Linked DNA regions of Mus musculus: region 2 is linked to region 1. Evidence: chromatin contacts called from public HiChIP or PLAC-seq data. All regions are on one chromosome and are shown on one strand. Each heading gives the region's core, a stretch centred on a gene start, on an enhancer-like site or on the middle of the called end of the contact. The rest is flanking DNA. Distances are from core to core; before and after follow the strand shown. Region 1 overlaps Fndc3a (fibronectin type III domain containing 3A). Region 2 overlaps Gm4606 (NADH dehydrogenase [ubiquinone] 1 alpha subcomplex assembly factor 4).

What was found. HiChIP or PLAC-seq counts read pairs in DNA pulled down with a chosen protein or histone mark.
Region 2: an H3K27ac HiChIP or PLAC-seq map of extraembryonic endoderm stem cells shows a contact between it and region 1. The contact joins two enhancer-like sites. A contact is called at or near these places in 2 of 484 Hi-C or Micro-C datasets (extraembryonic endoderm stem cells and nephron progenitors), 3 of 115 datasets of contacts at active chromatin or transcription factors (CD8 T cells, differentiating embryonic stem cells and extraembryonic endoderm stem cells) and 1 of 9 other capture datasets (adipose tissue).

Annotation. Positions count from the first base shown.
Region 1 is chr14:72,648,121-72,652,209 of GRCm38.p6, reverse strand. Fndc3a (fibronectin type III domain containing 3A) reads left to right here. Exons shown (of 26, transcript NM_207636.2): 3 at 119-194. Among named protein-coding and RNA genes, the nearest start is that of Fndc3a, 60 kb to the left of the region's middle. Within about 2 kb of position 1,514, at least 7 of the 459 cell types and tissues checked have an H3K27ac peak or open chromatin away from gene starts, as enhancers often do. A contact at or near this core is called in extraembryonic endoderm stem cells, where this site is marked.
Region 2 is chr14:72,844,773-72,848,448 of GRCm38.p6, reverse strand. All of the region lies in intron 1 of Gm4606 (NADH dehydrogenase [ubiquinone] 1 alpha subcomplex assembly factor 4), which reads left to right. Among named protein-coding and RNA genes, the nearest start is that of Gm41206, 5.3 kb to the left of the region's middle. Within about 2 kb of position 2,013, at least 26 of the 459 cell types and tissues checked have an H3K27ac peak or open chromatin away from gene starts, as enhancers often do. A contact at or near this core is called in extraembryonic endoderm stem cells, where this site is marked.

The sequences.
Region 1 (4,089 bases), core at 265-2,764:
AGTATGTCCAGTTTTCTAAGGTTAATTAGCTCACATATGCTCAAGAACTAGCTGCACATTTTTCTATACTGATTGGTTCTTTTATTGTTTTGATGAATTCTTCTTCCGTTGTTTCCAGGTTATTCTGGTACAGGTTAATCCAGGGGAAGCCTTTACGATAAGAAGAGAAGATGGACAGTTTCAGTGCATTACAGGTAAGAGGAATAATTTGCTACATTCTGTAACAAGAGAAAATCTGCCTTCTATTTTTCCAGGTAGGTAACAGTGTGTACACTTGTGCGTTCTCCCTGTGTCACAATCACAAGCTTGAGTACTCCAGTCATTTAACTATTGCAGTAGAACTCTAATTAGTCTCTTTCTCCTTTTTTGATTGATCTAACTATAAAATTCTATTGTGTACATTTTATTAGTCAAAAAAAGTAAGTAACGCTAGCCAGGTCTTTCAGTCCTCCAAAGGTCCATTCTGTTTTCTAATATTGTTTTTATTTCCAGTGTGGCCTCAGGCTTTTCTTTTTAAGATCTACACTGTAGCTGTCTTCCTCAGGCTTTTTAAAGAGTCTGCTTGTTAACTGCAAACCTGTCTTGTCTAGTCAGCACGAGTTTCCTTCTCTAGGATTCACCCTTGTCACCTCATTCCAGGTGGTTCTAACCCAACTGCTTTAAACTCAGCTCAGATGTTTTCCCACGTTCACTGCAATCTTCCTTTATTGGACATCGCCTTAGCATTTTGGACTGGATATTTTTCAGCTATTGGGAGCCATCCTATGAATTGTAGTGGGTTTAGTAGAGTTCCCTGTCTTCTATACACTCGTTATTTCTTACCCTCCGAGATTCAGAACAAATAGAAATCTCTCCAGACATCACCATATCCCCTGAGAGGAGGAGCAAAGCAGCCTCCATTTAGTGAGCATTGTGTTCATATATGAAAATGAGGGCTACAGGAAGGTTAGGGTGGCCCCTTCATCCACTGTCACTAGTATCATAAAAGGGGAAACTTGGACAAGAGCGGATGTGGTATGATGACATATGATGAAGATTCAGGTCTTTGACTTGCTTAAATTCACTACCCAAAGATTGCCAACAAAGCCAGAGATAAGCAGTGTCATGGGACAGAAGTCCCCCTTTGTCCATCAGAACAAGCCAACCTTTCCAGCAGCTCAGTACCCTTATCACTGAGATAGTAAGATTCTGTCAGCAAACAGACAAACAAAAAGTCAGTGTCTTTGGAGTTAGAGAAGCTGAGTTAAACATTAGCTGTTTCTTAGTAGCTTGTTATAAGGTGCTGTGGGTTATTTAAGTTCAGTAATACATTTCGTATCAGTTCAGCTCTTGTTCCCATCAGTATTAGATCAGGGTAAGAATAACTGCCTTACTTGGGGTCTTATTGCTGTTTAGAGACACCGTGACCATGGCAGCTCTTATAAAGGAAAACATTTAATTGGGGCTGGCTTGTAGGTTAGATGTTTAGTCCATTATTGTCAAGGTGGGAAGCATGGTGGCATTCAGGTAGACAGGATGTTGGAGAGGTAGCTGAGGATTCTATATTTGGATTTGAAGGCAGCAGGAAGAGACAGTTAGCCACTAGGCCTGGCTTGAGCTTCTGAGAACTCAAAGCCCACCCCAGTGATATACTTTCTCTTACAAGGCCATGCTTACTCCAACAAGACCTTATAGTGCTACTCCCTGTGGGATTGTGGGGGGCATTTCCATTCAAACCACCACATTCATAAGCATACATTATACTTGAAACTGGACCTGTTACCTCTGCAGTACTCAGCAAATAGAGATATTGTGAGTTCTGGGTGTAACTGCTAAGAGAAGGTGAGCCCAGACTGCTTTGAAACCCCTTGATACCAGCTGTTGAGAAACTGACTTCCCAGGTGCCTTTGTACTGTACCTGCGTGCAACATTCCTTTTAGTTGTTAGGAAATTACGTATGTTATGTTTAATTTGAAGTGCTTATTTTACCTTTCAACTAGTACTAGTACCTGAACGCTTTGGATTTGTATTTTTTACAATTCTTTGTATCCTTTTTGGTTCTTACTACTACCTAATAGTCATGGCTTTAAATTAAAGAATCCATGGAGGTGGGTCACTCCCTACCTTGTTAACATCTAGACTGTAATACTTCTGAGGGTGAAGGACTCGTCACACTCTCTGATTAGCATTGGCTGTGATACCATAGGCTGACAGTTTTCAGTGCCCCTTTCCTATCACTACATAGCTGAGCCTGATGGTGAATCTTTTAAAATACCTTAGCCAGGAGTCACAAGTCAAACTTGGAACCCTACATGTATTAGAAATATCACTAAGTTAATCTAAAATATCTGTGCTGCAGTTGGGTAATACACAAATAATCAATATTCCTGAAAGGATCTAGACAAGAGAATATATAAGCAGTATAGACATTTAAAAAGCTTTGCCATCTTTACTAACTTTTCTTCAAATAGAATTTTTTGTTTTCACTATGAATCACATGGAATATAAATTTCTGATCACATAGCTTACTTGTGTGCCTTCCAGATTATTCATAAATATTAATCAAGAAAGCATTTTAATTAATATAATATTGATTTTCCCCAATACACTAGCAGATGAAAAAACAGATTGTTTTATTGTATTTTAAAATGTAGGGATGGCTTAATCTCAGAATGATAAACAGCTTGTATTTCAAGAGTCAGTTTGTGGCTGCATCCTGTAAGTTATCTCTTCATAACTCCTTTCATTTGATTTTAATATCTAGCAGCAACAGCCTCCTGCAGGACCTGAAGAGTTGTGTACTGTACAGACTGCCTCAGTGTTCACCAGACCTTAAGGGAGCTGACTCCTGTATCAGCATTCTGTACAAGGACACATTTCTGTGCTTTACTGGGGAACAGTCTTTTCTCTCTATAGTAGTAATAATAATAATAATAGTTGGAAACTTTATTTTTAAATTACTGCGTAGATTTTTTTAATGAAGGAAAAAGAATAAAGCTCTCTTATTTTATGTTTGCATCTGTCCAGAATTATCAAGTGTGTTGTCTAGTTTTATGCCAATTTGACACAAACTAGAGTCTTCTGTAAGGAAGACCTTCAATTGAGAAAATTCCTCTATAAGATCAGGCTGTAGGGCATTTTTCTAATTAGTGATTGATGGGGGAGGACCCAACATACAGTGAGTGGTGCCATCCCTGGGCTGGTGGTCCTGGGTTCTGTAAGAAAACAGGCTGAGCAAATCCTGAAGAGCAAGCCAGTAAGCAGCACTCCTTTGTTGCCTATAGATCTGCTTCCCACTTTAGGTCCCAGCCCTGTTTGAGTTCCTGTCCTGACTTCCTTAGCTGATAAACAGAAATATGGAAGCATAAGTTGAATAACCCCATTCTTCCCTAGTTTGCTTTTGGTCATGGTATTTCATCCCAGCAATAGAACCCATAACTAAGATGAGAGAGGTCTGCATGTGAAAGAGGAGAAGGAATAAGTGAAGACTGGTTTGGAGAGAAGCCTATAGGGAAAAAGTTAATGGATATTTGATCTCCTCTCCTCCCCTCTGTAAGACCCTTTCTGGATTTGAGCTGTAGAAAGAAGAAAGTGCAGCAACAGAGGAGAAGCAGCCACCAAGAGAATGAGTGCCTCGGGGGATGAAAATCAGGGCAGTGGAGTTGAGAGAAAAAACAGGTTCCTTGCGGCTTTTACTGTTCTCATAAAAGAAAATCTCCATAGGAGCATATAAAAGATGAGGTAGGGTTAGCATAAATATATGTTTGAATGCCTCCCTTAGAAGAATTCATAGAAACAAAGACTAGATTAAAACTTTAGATAGGTCTAAATTGCTGCCACCTTCATTGGACTCTCATAATTAGTGAGGTCCACTTAGTTATGGCCAGAGCTTAATTTGTACCTTTCTACCACAGCACAGTTCATTGAAGAATAAACTACTGATCATGTTTTCCGTGTGAGTACATGAAGTCTGAGTATGCTGTGCTAGTTCCTGGAATTGGGGGGAAACCAACTCATGGTTCTTATCTTTTAAGACTGTAGTGTAACAATGCTAGTGATGTAGCTTGGTAGTAGAGCCCAATAAGGCCCTGAGTTGGACCCCAGACTAAA
Region 2 (3,676 bases), core at 764-3,263, 200 kb before region 1:
ACATGACAATGGGGGGAGAGGGAAGGACATTGCACGGTTCCCCCAAGATGACAGTTAGAAGCAGACTTGACCTGCAAGTCCAGCATCACCTTCCAGGTATTTCTACCACCTCTGCAGCTGTTCCTTTTAAGCTGGGATAGGAGGCAGCATTCCTATTTTCAAAACAGCAAGTTCATAGAATGACCAAAGTAGGCATATTTGCTGCGACTGGCTCCCAGAAGCTTTGAAAGATGGCATTTTGGCATTTTGTTTGAAGCAATTAAACATATTTTTCTGCGCTTAAAATTTCCTCCTGTCACTGAAGAGTCTAAACAGATGATGAGTACCGCACAGGGAATCTTTGTGGGAAACCCTTACAGCTAAATGTCTATTTGTAAACCCAGCTGGTTTCCAGTTTAAAATATTTAAAGGAAAGAGAAATAATGTGCTTTATTTAAACATGAACTGAGGGAGGCCCAGGTCCCATCGATTGTCTGAGGGTTTAAAACTGCTATGCTCATAGAAGATATGGGGTCAGATGATCAGGCTGGGTAGCAGCAGACAAAGACTAGAGCCTCCTTTGGAGTGTCCTGACAATCTTGGTAATGGTTGACAGAGAAGTAAACACAAGCTGCCCTCTAGTCTTTTAATTCCCAAGTGGTAATTACTGTGAGACAGCTCTTAGCCACCTTCAGAAAAATCTGCCTGTACAGTCACAAGATACGGTATGCAAACCAAACCAAACCATCAAACAACAAAAGCAAGCGAATCTTGGAATGTTCTCCGTTAAATGCCAGCCGCAGATTGAACCATCTGTAGCTCTCGTGCTTCAAACTCCTCCTCCATTCCTATCCCAGGGTGTTTTGTTTACGGCCCACCCTCCCTTTACCTTTTGTCCTGCAAACCCAGAAGTCATCTTCTGCTCCTTACAGATTGGCAATGGCCACACCAAAGGTCAGGGTCCATTGTTGAGAGAGGAAGTACGACAAGCATACTAGCCTCAGCTAACATCTATTGAGCCCCTTTTCTGGGACTTGTTAGATACTGATAAAACTTCCCAACAATTCTCTGAGATAGGATTATTCCATTTGAAGATAAAGATGCAAAATCTCGAAGAGGTAAGCAGCTCACCGCGGGGCAGGGGGAGTGGATGGGGTGGGGTGAGTGGGGTGGGTCATATCAAATCGCAATTCAAAGCCAATCTGATTATCAGTTCCCTAACCGTAAAATGTTCAAGGAGCGGTGTGTTTACTGTTTCCGGTACCGCCGTCCTTTTTCTTTTCTTCATATTATTCACTCTTGTTGGCCCGTGCTGCTAATGTTATAGTTAATTTACGCAAACACAGAAGGTAATATGCCAAAGCTACTTTCATCAAGGCTTTCATCAGCCAATGGCTATCTAGGGATTAGACAAAGGTACCCGCCCCTTGTTTTGGGTGCTCAGATCTAGGCCAGGTATTTTCAGGGTTTCGGACGCTTATTTAAAGAACTGAAAAGAAGGGCTCACAGAGACGTGCAAGCAGTAGCATCGGTTAGAAAAGAAGGCATTTTGAACATTGATATCAGACCACGTGTTGTGGGTTCTCAAGGTACTCGCATTGCATTGTGGGATCTAAAGGAAGGAGAGACTGGTTACTAAGCGGAGCAGTTTGGGTGGTTCTCAATTTTGACTGATAGGTTATGTCACATAGCTACTCCTTTTTCCTACTGTGCGTGTCTTTTCCTATAGTGCATCTCATTTTTAAAATCGTGTGAACACCCGAATAAGCACAGGCCTAGGATGGTAAATAATCTTGGGGATTCATTTTGAGGACAGTTTTCCTTACTGCACAAGTATCCCACGCCAATTCCAGCCAGACTGGCCTTTCCGGCCTATCTTATACTAAGATACACGGGTAATGTACTCTAATAGACACTATCTACATTGGATTGTAGTTAGGAAAGAAGAAACCTCCCCTCTCCCCGGAGGGGTGTACATGTAGCTCAATGTGCATGGGCGTGGGAGGTAAGGAGTCGGGGGTGGAGAGGCTGGGATTTCTAGTTGCATTTGTTCGGAGAGAGCTGTGTGTGCCTAGTATATGCAGGTAAAGAAGCTAGGCAATCCGGTGCATCATTAAAAGAGGGACACATACAAGCCCAATTCTGGCAGAGTCCCAGGTTGCTAAGGTGGTTCCTGGGCTAGCCTCCCTGCTTTGAGCCAATTCCCTGTGGCTTTCTTTGATGAATACCCTCAGGCAGGACTCAACCTCTGCTCTGCACAAAGAGGCTCTGGGCTTGCCAAAGTGGCTTGAATGGTGTTTACTTGCAAATACAGTCATTTTACATGACAGTCATATCGTGACATCGTAGGGTTGCACACCCGCTGTCTGTTTTCAACCAACAAAAACAGCCTCATCTAACACATTCATATGCATGTTTATGAAATCTTTTGCTCTGAGACTCAAGTCCCAAGAGATTTTTTTTGAATAAATACTAGAGAGCTGGGTGCTGTGGAATAAATTCATTAAACTTAATAACCCTTAATTGGTAGACATGTAGGAGAAAGCTCTGTGTGCCTGATACAAGCATGTTCCTGAGAGAGAGAGAGAGAGAGAGAGAGAGAGAGAGAGAGAGAGAGAGAGCAGGATATTGCTATTAGGGAAATACATCTAATCAATACAGCTTGCCTGGATACAACTCAGGCTGGTGGGTAAAGGCAAGCACTGGTCTCTGCTGGGTCTGCTTTGAAAGCAGTGGCCTCATTCTGACCCTGATGTTAATCTTTTTCTCATTTAACCAAGAGTTATGCTGCTTGTCACTTGCCACATATAGCCACTAATGTAGAAAACTGAAGAATTTGCTTTGTTATGAGGAAAACCCTTATCACTAAGCAAGTTTCTAGGATTTATATCAGAAAATAAAATCTCCTCTGAACACATAATAGAAGCTAGTCATTTGGCATGCCAATATCCCTATATTAAATTATATTAGAGTCTTTATTTTTCAAGGAGTATTAGGTCAAGCTGTCTTATCAAAATCTAATTGAGTGAAAAGTTCTTTCTATCTGCCAGGAACCGAGAGTATGTTTCCCATTGGCATAAAACCGGTGCCTCTGAGGTGAACCTTCAGAGCTCACGTAATAGTGGCCTCCATTTTGGATGGCACACACTCAGACTGCATAAATCTCAGGCTAGAAAACACCCCGGTGAACTATCACGGTTTTGCTAGCCTTCACTAACTGGATAATAGAGCTATAATTTAGTCTGAAGTGTGTATGGGGAGGATCCATGCTGGGAATGTGAGCCTCAGAGGGTGCAGCCATCATGCCACTAATAGGAAGCCACACTCCTGTCAGCAAAATCCTCTCAAGTGGAGAGCTTCCTTCAGGATACACTGTGCTGAGAGTTAAAAAGAAAAAAAAAGTTTGTAAGAAAAGGAAGCAAATGTCAAACAGATAGCAGATTTATTTTCAGAGTTATGTAATACACACACACACACACACACACACACACACACACACACACACAAAGGCCTGCCACAGTGCAGAGTTGTCATGGTTACCTGATCTCTTATCAAACAGGAGAATCAAGCAGGGGAGGGAAACCTGGAAAATAGAGTAACCAGAGAGGCCTGAATCTTCAGAGAGCTCTTCTCCAACTGGGCTTGTTTGTGAGTGCTTAAAATAGGAGACACTTTCTGCTGCTTTAGCCAACGTTTT